Linked DNA regions of Mus musculus: region 2 is linked to region 1. A link is a contact called in public Hi-C data. All regions are on one chromosome and are shown on one strand. Each heading gives the region's core, a stretch centred on a gene start, on an enhancer-like site or on the middle of the called end of the contact. The rest is flanking DNA. Distances are from core to core; before and after follow the strand shown. Region 1 has its middle 110 kb from the start of Slc4a3. Region 2 overlaps Gm32622 (a long non-coding RNA gene).

Region 1 (6,771 bases), core at 1,284-3,783:
GTAGGAATATAAAAAAGATTTAAAATAAACCCTTCATTTAATTTGAATATTTTATTGGTAACGATGGTGCATGAGTTATATGACACTGGATACTGATGCCTTTTATAGGCATTTGAGAATTTTTATAGTTTATTGACATATGGGCCAGTTTCCCTCACTGAGTGGGGCTCAGAGCTTGCTCTCTGGGTGTCTCTCCTCTTTCACCTTCTTGATTTAACAGTCACATTGGCAGAATTATTAGTCAATTAAAAACATTTTAAAGAGACTTTGCCCAGCATTTCTGTGGAAAACCTGAAATATGGTATTTTTGTTTTAAATTTGGACAAACTAGAGACCAAAGTGACCTCTGTAATCAGGGTAAGCTGATAGTTGAAAATGTCTGAGAGTAGCACGAGGCACCCCATCTTCTGCTTGTCGAAAGCAACGGAAGCTCTGTGGAGAGATCTGGCCACCCAGGGATGAAGTGGAAGTGATTTTGTTCTGAGCACTGTTGAGTCTTCAAGCGTGAGCTAACTCATTCCCAGTCTGCACAGCACAATGGATTATGAAATGGGACTATTGGAAAGAATTGAAAACTTTTAGGGATGGGGAGATGGCTCAGTGGGTAAAGGCATTTGCTGCCAAGCCTTATGACCTTGGCTCAATCCTGGGCCCACCACAGGAAGGAGAGAACTGAGTCCTGGAAGTTGTGCTCCACAAGCACACCATAGCAATGTGAACACACACACACACACACACACACACACACACACACACTAAATAAATGCAAAAAATAACAATTCAGTTCCTAAATTGAGGGCTTAGCAATCAAATGACTACAGATATTAATGAGATACTTAGGGGCAACAGTTTTATCATTACCCTAGTTAGTTTCTATATTTCAAAATAAATTGCAAATTATTCATTTCATCAATGACATATAAACAAGAAGCAAAGAAAATAAATGATTGTTTGCCACATGAAAACATTTCTTATTTTTTCTACTGAATAATTATTAAGCATAAAAAAACCTAATTGAATCTCATTTCTACAAATCATTAAGGAGTTTTTGAGCCAAACAAGCCATGGCCTTTTTGCTGATGGGATTGTAAATATCACCAGTCTAGAAAAAAATTAGCCGATCATTTATTCTGCAGAGGGCATTACTGCATTTCTGTAAACACATCATGTCATTGTAGAGTTGGGAAATTGACCAGAGGCTGGGGAAAAAAAAATCTCACTTGGCCAGCAGAGGTCACTCTTTCTCCTTTATCGATCCCAGTAACCGGCTTCTGAGTGTTTAGTCAAAGGTGTTTTGAGCTTGAAGCTCAGCCAGAGGCTGTGGAAATAATACACATCATCAAGGCGAGCTCTGCTTTCTTACACACATGCACGCACACATGCACGCGCGCGCGCACACACACACACAGACAGACACAGAGTTTAAATGTTTTACTCTAGCTGGACAACTCACATACATATAATAAGAGCCACTCGGTTATGCATGTTAATGCATTTCTTTAATTAATCTGTTTCATCAACTATTACTCTAATGCTTACTGGTGCCAGCTCCAATTCTGCCCAGTTCTCTGACTTATGAACCAAAGCTTAGATTTCTATAAATACCTGCAGGTGACTGGCATGAACCTTTAGAGAGAGTTTCTGCAGAGGAACCAGGAACTAACTAGGACCAGGCTGTATTGAACCCTGGCCAAGCAGAGAGGCCAGTGCCAGGCACTGAGGGTTAAGCTGGAGAGGTACATACCCTACCCTGGCTTCTGTGTTTGGCTTTGTTATGGAAACAAAAGCATATGCTAGCAGTTCTTTCGAAGGTTGGGCCATAGAATGAATTTAGATGAATTATACATGAATATCCAAAGTATAGGCCAGTCATAAGTATCTATAGATGGTCACGACAGCTGAGTGATGGAACTGTCTAGTAGTGAGGTAAACCACTCAGCGTTTGTCTGGCCAAATCATTAAAAGTATTTCAGTAATTCATTTTTAATATCTTTCTTTATGGGGGACATAGTGGGCATTTTTAGGAAGTGCCTGGGAAAGTTGAGCTTTTGGTTTGCCAATGATTAGCTAAGATCTTTTCTAACTCTTCCATCCCATCTCCTCCTTCCCCCTTCCCTCCCTTCCTGTAGCACCCCCTTCCAGTCCTTTTCTGTCCCTCCCTTCGATTCCCCTCCCCCACTCTTTTTCTTTCCTGAAATACCAATTTCATACAGAATTTTAAAAACGTGGTGGAAATCTGAGATTCTCCGTGGCTGTTTTTCCTTTGGCCACCAGGTGGCGCCATCACAGTGCGCCGGGGTCTAGGCAACCCTTCCTAAAGAACGGAATGTGTCTCTTCCTTAGGTGGTGGGTAGCTTAATGACTAGGTCCGTAGCTCCCTGTAGTGCCTGCGAGGAGCTGCATCCAGGGGAGGAAGATCTATTGGGCTTCCTCACATCGCCCTCTGAAACCTTGGTTTCTCTGGTCTGTGGTTTTGTGCTGGGCCAGCTGCCATCTGCTTACCCAGAATGCCTTGCAAAAGTGTGCTGGAGCCAGCTGGTGTACTTGCTAGAGACTGGTTAAGTAGCCAGGAATTTTGTGAACTGATTGTTGGACCATTGGCAATTAGACATCAGCCTTGGTGGGCGTATTTGAGGCACTAAAAAATCACACGACTTCGTCCTGTTTGCTGATGTATGAGTACTCTTGCCTTTGTGACCCTCGGTTGTATCCAAAACCAACCAACCAATCAAACCATAGTCCCCTGTTGCCTGACGTTAAAAGTGTCAAATTAAAAAAAAAATGCAAATATTTGTAGGGAAGGAAAAAAATTCCTCCTTTTTCTTATCTTTCTTTAAAAGCTTTGAAGCAAAAGTTGTTTCTTTTTAAATGATCAAGTATAGATTTCTGCTCTTCTAGCTAGAGTTTAGTCAAAAGCTGAGGGGATTATTCCAGCTTTCAGCCTCAATCCGATTCCTCTCCTGAAATTAACGTTTGGCCTAGCTATTTTTCCTTCCTGTCTCCCCAGTTTTATTTAACATCCCTTTATCGCCCTCACACTGTGAAACTCTGGCCTCCTGAAGGTGTGTGTCCCCTGACATTGTCCCTGGCCTAGACACCAGTCTTTACCAGTCCTTTAGGACTCAGAAAGCCGTCCAGGTGTAGGTGCACCTAGGCCGCATGCGCTCATGGAGTGCTTGTCAGGAACGATTGTCGTTTTCCGGTTCTCCACGGCGACATTGTTTTACTCCCTGATAGGCCGAGCCTGGACTCCACGGCACGGCTCCGACTGCTTCGGAGGCAAACTCAAGGGAGAAGACAGTCAGTACCCATTGCCTGGGTACTGAGCACTGTTCCTCCTCAGGCTGAGGAGGGCGCACCTAAGTTGGTGCCAGCATTGGAGGGAGGTTGTGGAAGCAGAGGCTTAGAGCTGCTGTGGGGAGAATCCTGTTGAGGACGCTATCACAGCTTCTGCTATAAAACCATTGTCTAGACGATGGTTCACTCCTGTTTGTTGACTGCCTCAGCGAGCCTCATCCCTTGGGCAGAACATTTCTTTTGCACAGATGTTGCATTAGCTGCTCAGGGTGCCATAAAGAGACTTTGCACACTGGGAGGCTTAAGTGACTGGCATTTATATTCTCTCTGTGGAGGCGAGAAGCCCCACAAACTTAATTTATGGTGAGGGCTCTCTTCCCAGCTTCTAGATAGCCTTTTTTCCCCCCTGTATGGCCATGGAAGGGTCTTTCTCCATGGAGTGTCTATTAACTCTTCCTACAAGGACACACTACTAACGGGTTAGGGCCCTAGGACTCCATGAACCTTTAATACCTCCCTAAAGCCCGACATCCAAATAAGTCTAACTGGGGACTAGGGATGCAGTATACAAACTACTGTGGGCCCACAATTAAGTCCATAGCAAATGGCAACTGATGGTTTTAAAAACATTTGGAGCAAGAAGAAATGCGAGGACATAGTCTCCTTTAATCACCGTCTCAGGTTTACCAGATGTATTTAGGAAACTCTTCTACCTGGTCCAATTGCTGCTAGTGTGGGGTAAAGTCATGATTTTTTTTTTCCTGCTTCCCCATGTCCCCATAAGGAGGACCGAGACCTCGTCCTCATTCTGATCCAAGCTTCAATTACCCTTCAGAATTTCCCCACTCACAATTAATGCTTACCCATTTGTAATTAAATAATAAATCTGTGTCATAATTTGAGGAGATTTCCGGTGGCCAACTGAAACAGCGATGGGATTCATAATTCCTTAAAGGCAGAGGCATGCTCTTTCTAAAAACTCTCATAAAATAGTGGATTTAAAAAGTTCTCTGTATTACCTCCTATTTTCTTCTTGCCAACTGATTTTTTTTTTCCTCTGATTCCCTTGTCTTCGTCTGGTTGAAGACACAAAATAGAGTGTAAGTCGAAGAGCATGCGTGTTTGTGAACTTTTTATTCCTCTCTAAGTGTTTTTCTTAAAAAAAAATGATTCCTATCTCTCTCTTGATGGGGAAGTTCTTGTGTTTCTTAGAAGCCTTTGTTCTGTACTTAGAGACCTGGGGAGGAGCAATGGGGGGGGGGGGTTCCGGGTAGGGGGTGGAAAATGTTGGTGACACTGGGAAAAGAAGTCTGAGCACATGCTAGTCTTCTGTGTACATTTGCATTTATCAGGAAACTTCTGGAAGCAAGATGCTTGCATGCAAAGACTCTGGCTGCCTGTGCTGAGAGTTTCAGGTTGGACTGTGAGATTGTGTGGGGTACTGTGTGGTTGTGTGGGGTACTGTGTGGTTGTGTGGGATACTGTGTGGTTGTGTGGGATACTGTGAGGTTGTGTGGGATACTGTGAGGTTGTGTGGGATACTGTGTGGTTGTGTGGGATACTGTGTGGTTGTGTGGGGGACTTTCTTTAAATCATTCCGCATACGTCCAATCTGCGTCTTCCCCACCCACCTCAGAGTGGCCCAGAGATCTTGGAGCTGTAGAAGTAGTGGGACTGGACTCAGCCCCATAGACGGTTCAGAGGTGTGCCTGTCTGTAAAAAGCACACTGGTATCTTCCCTAGTCTCCATGTGGGTTAGGCCTTGGGACCAAGTGGCTGGGTATCTGGACTTGGGACAGGAGCCTTGGTCTGGGAGTGGGGCTGAGCATCTTTCCTCCCAACGGATTACTGAATCTCAAGCCTTCAGGGCTGGAGACCCCCTGAAGTCCAGCAAAACAAGCTTTTCCATTCAGATGAACTCGCTGAGGCCTCAGGGGGGGTCCCACCCTCTTTCTGGGCTTGTCAGAGGCACTTAAGAAATACATGTTGACTTGACATGACCCACTGTGAAATAGGCATGACAAAACTCCCCACATGGCAGCTGGATTAGGCTCCCAGCAGCTGGGAATGATTCTCCCTCTGTTGCTGTAAGCCTCAACGGCAGGGCACAGCAGAAAGGCATTGTGGGATGCACGTCCAGGCTCTGGATGGTACAAGCCACACAGAGATTGAAAGCCTCCTTTTTACAAGTAAGAGTTTAATAGATGTCAGAGCTGGAATGGACCTTGTGAATCAATGGTATCGGTCTCTTCAAACTTCAGATTACAGATCACTAAACTGATGCCCGGAGCCCGGATAGAGGAAGCAATCTGGGCTGGCGAGTTGACTGTGTTTGGATTCAGGCAAGAGGCAGACCGGCAAGTGGCAGGGGAACACACAGCTAGGTGTAATGAGGTTCAGCCCAGCTTTCTCTTATGCCACCATTTTGTGACTTAAAGTGGAGCGAGAGTTATTGTCCCACCAGCGAAACAGAACCGTATAAATTAAAACGGCAATGAACTGTCTGCTGAAGGTGTGAACAAGGCAGACAAATCCCCGGGAGCTTAGGAAACATCTGTTCCTTACCTTGAAGGCAGAAACCTAGCCATAAAGCAGACAAAGCAAGGACTGGAGTCTTTCACCTTCTCTGCCGGGCTGCAGGGAGATGGGGCACCTTTTGGATGTGCTCCGGAACACGAAGAGCTTTTTGCGAACCATCTCCCGACCTCCCTCTGTCTCTTTTAGGGGTCGTGGGTTCCTTATTTCAGTCATGCGGGCCTCGTTTCTTCAGCATTCTTGCGCTGCTGTAAAGTCCTGGGAGGCGCTCTTGACGCGGCCCAGGTGCTTTCTGCGTATCCCAGGGCGTGAAGAAAAACCCGAGCCAGGGGAGGAGTGATGAGAAGACTGCCAGGCAAGAGTCAGGAGCAGGAGGCAGAGGGTGGCATCAGAGCTGGGTCAGAGGTCAGGTCTGAGTGACTCATGATAGCTATCAACTCAAGAATCCAGGAGATTTTCATTAGGTTGCTAACTTGACAACAAGAATCTTGGGCTCACGGGGCTATGAAGACAGACCATAGCGGGGCTGAAGGCTACTGCAATATACTGATGATGACTGTTATGGGCAGGACAGAAAAGAGGCTATGTTTTAATGCCATATTAATTTTGCCTTACTCTGGTTTGTTGTGTGGACTTGTGCCTTGTCTGCCTACAGTGTTTCATTGTCCAAAACAGGCACTATGCTACCTGTCTGCCCACTCATAGAACTGTTGTACAGAAGTTGGCTCCCTTTAATTTATTGCCTATGGTGGAGTCTAAGACTTTCTTTATTTACTATTATGTTCAGTACAAAAGATATTGCATGGACAAAATCCTTTAGGCAGAAAAAAGATAGGTGGTTCTTATAACCCAGAGGGTGTTGAACACAGGCCATTGTTCTGGCATTTTGCAGCCCTGGGTGTCTCATCTTTATTTCTTGAGAGCTGGGTGAGGGGTGCA
Region 2 (6,922 bases), core at 680-3,179, 420 kb after region 1:
CAGAGACCACTGCCTCCTCCACTGCATATAAACGAGTCCTCAAAAGATCATGGTCGTAGAATTCAATCATGTTTTCCTGGAGCCACGTGACCCCTTTCCTCTGGTACCTCACACTCTCTGGTGGCTTGCTCATTTCTTATGTCGGGGACTCAAGGGTTGATTTGTATCCCTAGGGACTTGCACTCCAGCTAAGATGGAGTAGTGCCTTCCACGCTTGCCAGACACCTCAGTTCTTCCCGGCAAGACATCTGACCCCATTTCCTAGTCTTCCCCTGGCTTGTTCTATTCCTGTCAACATGATTGCCTCTTGTGGATGTTTGAATACTATAACATTTGGTTAGATGGTCCATGTCTGGAAATTCCTTCCCCAGGGAGCTCAGAAACAACCCACTCAGCATCTCTGTCTAAATTTCACTTCTCATCCACGATGCCAGTGCCAAGCTATAACTGCCCTTGCCCTGTTACACATATGTGACTGGATGTCCTTTGCTTGCTCCACCCCCACACCATCTATTGGCTTCCAGGACACTGTAATTTATTTCTCCGTCTCGTCTTCCTGTTTGTTCACTGTTTACATACACCTACTCCTCTGTCATTGGTAAAGTAAGCCCTCCTCAGGCCGTCATCTGATCTGCTTTCTTCACTGACGTGACCTGAGTACTCACAGGCGGTTCACATTAGCTATTTGTTGATGTTTGTTGGACAGTGTTTCATGAAGAAATTGCTTGGAGTTCTTGTCATATGTTTGCATGTCAGCCAAAGGCAACTTCCAGCGAAGTAAGAACTGAGTGGAAAGGTGAATTCCACAAATTTACCTCAGGAGCCTTATTCCTGGACCATTCACTTGGCCTGCTAATAATCCTGACCCTCGTGAGACACAACAAGAAAGTGAGTCCTGGCCATTGCCTGCTGTTCTATAGAAGCCACATGACTTGTACTTGGGCTTCATGGAGGCTTTAAGTGAGCAGAGCATCTTTGGAAGGCCCAGGGATGTTTTGAAAGTTCTGCAACTGGTAAATGATATAGAGGAATCTCTCACCATGAATCCTGATAGCCAGTCTTTTCCTTCTTCATCCAAGCTAGTTTTGGGACCCACAAGAGGAAGGTCAAGGCAGAATGGCTGGGATGACATCCAGAAACAGGGACCACAGGGATTCCAGGTTTACCATATGTTAAGGTGACCATGAGGCTTACCCAACCATGATGGAGGATTTTGCTGTCTGTGTGTGTGATTTCAGAATGAGCAAGGTGGTGCTGTTGCTAGAGATTTTGTTATTTTTCATTTAATGGTTTTGTTGCATATGTAAGTAGCGTCGGTTTACATGGAGAGCACTGGTTAGAATAATAGCACGGACTGTAGGTACTACTGCTTACAGCCTGTCTGGTTTGCTGGGCCATTTGTGTATGCATGTGTGTTGGGGGTGGTGCTCTTTAGCAGAGTGATTCTCTCTTTTGAGAAAATGTCTCCCTTTGTAGCCAAGGGTAGCTTTAACCCCTGGTCCATCTGCCTCAGCTTCCTGAGTTTTGTGACAAGCACGTGCCATACTCTGCTTCAGAGTAGGAATTCTTAGCAGGAGATAATGGCAGCCATCATGGGAACTTGGAAGGATGTTCAGCTGGCATCTTACAGGTAGAAAGCAGAGTGCTGCCAAACATCTATAGTGCACAGAACATCCCCATAGCAAATCACGATCTTGTCCAAATATTGGGGTGCTGAAGAAGGCTTGAGAAGCCTTGCCCCCCAAGAATGGCAGGAATGAATGACTGTTTCTGTCTTCCTTTTCTCCTTGTTTTTCTGAATCCTGCCTCCCCTCCCAGCTAGAGGGAGTAGAAAGAGGACTGGAAGTCTCTCTTTAGAATGTTTCTTAGGAATTAATTGGCAGAGGGAACAAGGAGTTCCAACCTCCCACGTCCGTCAGCTCACCACCTGCTGCAGCATCAATTATGTCTCGGCCCACGCCACGCCCGAAGGTTGGAGAGCTGCCGTGTGGTACTGTCGGTACTGTGGGGCTGCAGCCTTTAGACACCTTCCATGAGGCAGGCAGGGATGAGTGGTGAGCAACAAGAGGGGAGGCCGGTACTCCGTGTTGTCAGCAGCCGAGGAGCCCAGGGCGTCATGTAACCCAAATGAACTCCGGGTTTAATCTCTGCCTCTGACAGCTCCCTGGAATCGCAAGAATGCCTGAGGATATTTGTTCTAGCTCTTCCATTCAGTACTGAAATACTTTCCAAATGAAGAATAATGCTGTCAGCTACTACTCTGAGAATTAGCATATGCCTGCCGTTTGTTTCTTTCACCAATGGAGCCAGTTACAACCTCCCTTATACATAGTGTAGCGTTTCCCAGTTCTCAGAGAACAGGAACAGAAATGATCTCACATGCAACGGTTTTCACTGAATATTACATCTGAAAAAGAAGAACTTACTTTAAAGGGATTTTCTTTTTCCTGCGGTATTGGTCAGCAGAGGGGGAAGGAAAGACTCTTAAAACAATTGAGATTTCCATTTCCCAAACGCCAGAATGGTTAATGGATGGCCAGAACATTGGAGCCCTGGGGTAGCAGAGCCCTAGCTGTGTGCACAGCACTTTTTGCGTTGTCTTCTTTGTTAGTCCGGGATGAGCTAGTCGGATGGAGGTTCCCCTTGTTTAGATAACTTACTTTGCCGAATTCTAAATGTAAAGAATGGTCTCTTCTGCCGTGCCTTTGTTTAAAGGACTTTGCTGTTTGGCTTTCCTTTTAGTGTCCAAGACCCTACAATTTAGATGCCACAGCAGGTTCCTTTTTCAGGGGAAGTCCTTAAATTCTGGTGTCCCTTGAGGTTCCCTTTGAGTTTTCCACCTTTCCCATGTGCACATTTTCCATAGGTGGCTTCAGCTCTGCCCTGGAATCAGTTGCTGTTCAGCTCCTGTCTGTGTCTTTTTGATGGTGGTGGTGGTGGTGATGATGATGGTGATGATGGTGATGATGGTGATGATGATGAATGGCAAATCTATCCTCAGCCCGATGGATGTTTCAGTGTAGAGTGAGTCTAGGCTTGGATGGTGGGAAAAGCAAGACTGAGGGTGAATGTTGACTATTGTCCTTTTAGGTTGGATGTCTCCTTTGGTAAGAGTCCGATTTCATGTCCCAGATCCTGAGTTCTGTCAAGCTCTGCACTCTCTCAAGATTTACCACAGTGCCCAGCAACAGCAAACACCAAGAGGAAGGAGACTTCAGAGATGCTGAGTTTCTGTGAAATGCCTCCAGTACAACCTGACAATGGCTCCAACTATCACCTATAGTTGATCAACATCCAGCCAGGGGACCCTCAGTCTTCGTTGTACAGTAGAATAATCTAGAAGCTTTTTATAGACAGAGGTTAAGGCCTCCTTCCAGACTTCCTGAACCAAGACAATCAGGATGATGTAGGAAGATGTGCCAGCCTTTTTGTTGTTTGTCTGTCTGAAAGACCAATAGCTTGTAAGTAACCGACCAGTTGACTTGTTTCTTGATGAGAGTCCATCTTTAGCATTCAGTAGGAAAATAGGTCATTCCTACCGTCGGTCACTAGTTTAATACCATGGTCACAATGGCAAGTGACTGCTGTGTGACCAGGGCAATCATTTCTACCCACAACTTCAATCCAAATCCATATTTATTTTTGATAGATATCAAAGTGTATGTGTGTGTTTATATGTGTAAATAGTACATTTTTGCTGATCTAATTGTATGTGCGTGTGTCTTAGATACTGACTTAATTCATTATTAAAGCAGAAGTGTGATTCATTTAACTGTATTGAGACTGGGGAGCACAGTAATGAACAAAATGAATAAACATCCTTGCCCTCACAGAACTCAGGCCTTGGAGGAGACATCAATAGACAGGATAGATAAGCAAGATTTAGGACACATCCAGATGGCAGCAGGGCTATGTTAGATCTCAGTTGTTGTACAACAAATCTTCTGCAAACAGAAAGGCTAAAATAATAACAACATATTTGTTTACAGAGTCTGAGGGTCATAAGTCAAAGAGTAGCTAAGCTGGATGTGTGCAGTTTAGACTCTTGTCATGAGAGCGAGTAAAACTATTGAGAAGGTCTGTGCTAAGATGGCTTCCTGGGGCTGGAGGCTACTCTTGTAGGAGTCCTCAGTTGTTCTTCACATGCTGGCTTCTAAGAACAAGGAGAAAGCCAACCTACTTTATATGACAGCAGTCATTTCTGTGCACTCTATTTGCTGAAAGAAGAGTCCTCAAGTAGAGTTTATATTTGCAAGAAGAGCTGTTTTTAAAATCACACAAAGGTCAAGGGAATATAATACAGCAGAGGGACGAGAAACAAAGAGCTGGTGAAGGGTAGATACTGTTGTTGGTAAGCTGACAAGGAGGTCAGACTGGAGTGGAAGTTTGGGTGGGCTTGGGGTGCAGGTTTAGTCAGGAAGGTAGCCAGGGTTCATGGGAGGCCATGGGGCAGGTCTTTAGAACTATTGTTGGGACTTTGGCTTTTTCTTTGAGTGAATGGGAGTTAACGGAAGCTTTGGAGGGTGATAATTTTATGCCTCCCAGAATATAAGGTATAGGGAGCCAAGTAAAACCAGGGAGACCAGTCAGTGGCTCTTGAGGTAATCAGGAGAGATTGGTAGCTTGGGTGTGGTGTCTGTATGTGCACAGATGAGGCATGGTGGGTTGTGGCTGATTTGGAATACAAGCTTCAAGATTTGCTGATAGGTTGGACGTGGGGTGTGAGAATATAAAGGGAAATGAATAAGGATTGCCACAAGGGTTGTACAAGTGAAAGGATACAGTCGGTGTACGTTATGATGCTGAGGGAGTGCTGTATGCTCAGAAGCCGAAAGCGCAGAAGAAGCACAGGCATGTTCCCTGCAGATGAGCTTGTTTCTCTTGAATATTTATAAACCAGGAAATAGACTCTGAAGCAAACAATCCTTGGTTTATCTTTTATTTATTTATTTATTTATTTATTTATTTATTTATTTTCTATTGTCATCCAAAAAACATTTAGAGACAGGTGTGAACCACAGAATTTTCACTGGCCATCATTGCTAGTGACCTGAAGGAGCAAAAGGATATTTTCTGACAGTGCCTATAAATGACTAATGTCTATGATACCCGAGAATGTAGAAAAAGGGTCTATAAGGTGACCTCCTGCATGAAAAAGTAGAGCTGTGAAGAAGTAAGCTATACCAGATTGCTCTCTGTGCCAGACAATCTAGGATGATCTTGGTCATTCAGTCAATTATTTTCCTTTTAGATACTTGAAGATTAATTTATTTATACTTTCCTGGCACAGTTAGTTATCCATTGCCTGATATGCTCTAGGTGTGAGTTGTTCTAAATGCCAGCTTGTCACAGCCTGTGAAGAGAGCCTGAAAAAGAGAATACTTAGGTAGGGTTGGCCTATGGATATGTCTTGGGGGGTGGAGTTTGATGTAGGAAGACTCAGCCTATTGTGGGTGGCACCAATCCCTGGGCTGGCTGGCAGGCAGGCAGGCAGGCAGACAGGCAGGGGTGTGTGTGTGTGTGTGTGTGTCTGTGTGTGTGTGTGTCTGTGTGTCTGTGTGTGTCTGTGTGTGTTTGTGTCTGTGTGTTTGTATACTGTGTAGGATAGGAGAAAGCTAGATGAAACAAGCAAGAAGAATGGGTGTGTGTGTTTCTCTCTGCTCTTTAACTACGTGTGTATGATCTGGTTAGCTGCTTCACCATGACTTCCCTGCTATGCTGAACTATAACAGGGAATTGCAAGCCAAATGACTCCCCTCCCCCCTTTCTGCCCTGCAGTTGCTTTTGGTCAGGATACTTTATCACAGCAACACAAATGAAACTAGGACAAAGTGATGATCAAGATTCTGACTTAAGGCAGGAGGAGAATTAGGTTGAATCACATGAAATGGCTGATTTTTGACCACGTGGGGTCTACCAAAATGCCTCTTTCATGTTGTTCAAGATTCTGTTTTATGAGAAATGCATGTACAGACTGCTTGCTCTAGATGCCACTGATGCATATACTCACACCCAGTGCCAGAAGGTCCCTTTGCCTTCAGTCTCTAATCATGTGCCCCCCTCCCCAATAACACCATTGTTCTTATTTCTGTCTTAATACTTGCCACAGACGCCTATTTTAATTTCAGCTCCCTTCCCTCTTTTCCTGTCCTCTGTGTAAATGGAACACAGCTGCTTCCTGTCACCTGTGTGCATGGTGTTCCGTCATGTACTTGAACCTGTAAGGTCGGATTATGAGGCATGACTCGGCCTGAGGATGTACTTTATTACTGAGCATATCATATCTTATCTGGCTAGGGTATCAGTTTAGAGCATTAAAGTCCAGCCTGGGCCAGCTGAGCCAGTTATAAGTGTGACTCTAGGCCCCAGCTGTGTGGATCTTGCAGGAATATGCTGTCTTACCCATACCATTTGTGACAAGCATAAGCTACTGGTAATAGTGTCTCAGCCTTGAGGGCAGCTTTAGCCAAGGCGAGTTTCTAGTGATGATCATCATCTGATAATGCTCTTCAATTTCTTACTTCAAAACGGAAGGTCTGTGAACCAACCCAAACTGTCTCTAGGTACACAGGCAATTTTGCTTAAGATTGCAGCAAGAAGTAGTGTGTTTTCTCCTTTCCCTTGAATTCACCTGCATTTTTTTTTTAATTCCAATACAGCATATGCTCAGCTCTGCACTGTTCACAGACTTAACATCTTATCACTCTGCTGGGAAGTTACTCTCCCCCTGCCATTATACAGCTTCTTTCATGCTCCACAACTTCACTTTACATTATCTTTTTCTAGACAACAACATTCTCAGAGGTTTTCCTGAGTTAAGTAACACAATTACACAGGAATAGCTGCAGGATGTGTCCGGACTGGAACACAATGATCGTGCTGTGGGAAACAAGGAGGCCATTATTTTTGCTGTCTTACTTAA

The links. Hi-C and Micro-C count contacts between places; a contact is called where the count stands out from the background.
Region 2: a Hi-C map of cerebral cortex shows a contact between it and region 1, with 7 times the contacts expected there. The contact joins two enhancer-like sites. A contact is called at or near these places in 1 of 484 Hi-C or Micro-C datasets (cerebral cortex) and 1 of 115 datasets of contacts at active chromatin or transcription factors (embryonic stem cells).

What each region holds. Positions count from the first base shown.
Region 1 is chr1:75,651,473-75,658,243 of GRCm38.p6, forward strand. No RefSeq gene overlaps it. Among named protein-coding and RNA genes, the nearest start is that of Slc4a3, 110 kb to the left of the region's middle. Within about 2 kb of position 2,534, at least 61 of the 459 cell types and tissues checked have an H3K27ac peak or open chromatin away from gene starts, as enhancers often do. A contact at or near this core is called in cerebral cortex, where this site is marked.
Region 2 is chr1:76,068,977-76,075,898 of GRCm38.p6, forward strand. All of the region lies in intron 5 of Gm32622 (a long non-coding RNA gene), which reads left to right. Among named protein-coding and RNA genes, the nearest start is that of Gm32737, 23 kb to the right of the region's middle. Within about 2 kb of position 1,930, at least 31 of the 459 cell types and tissues checked have an H3K27ac peak or open chromatin away from gene starts, as enhancers often do. A contact at or near this core is called in cerebral cortex, where this site is marked.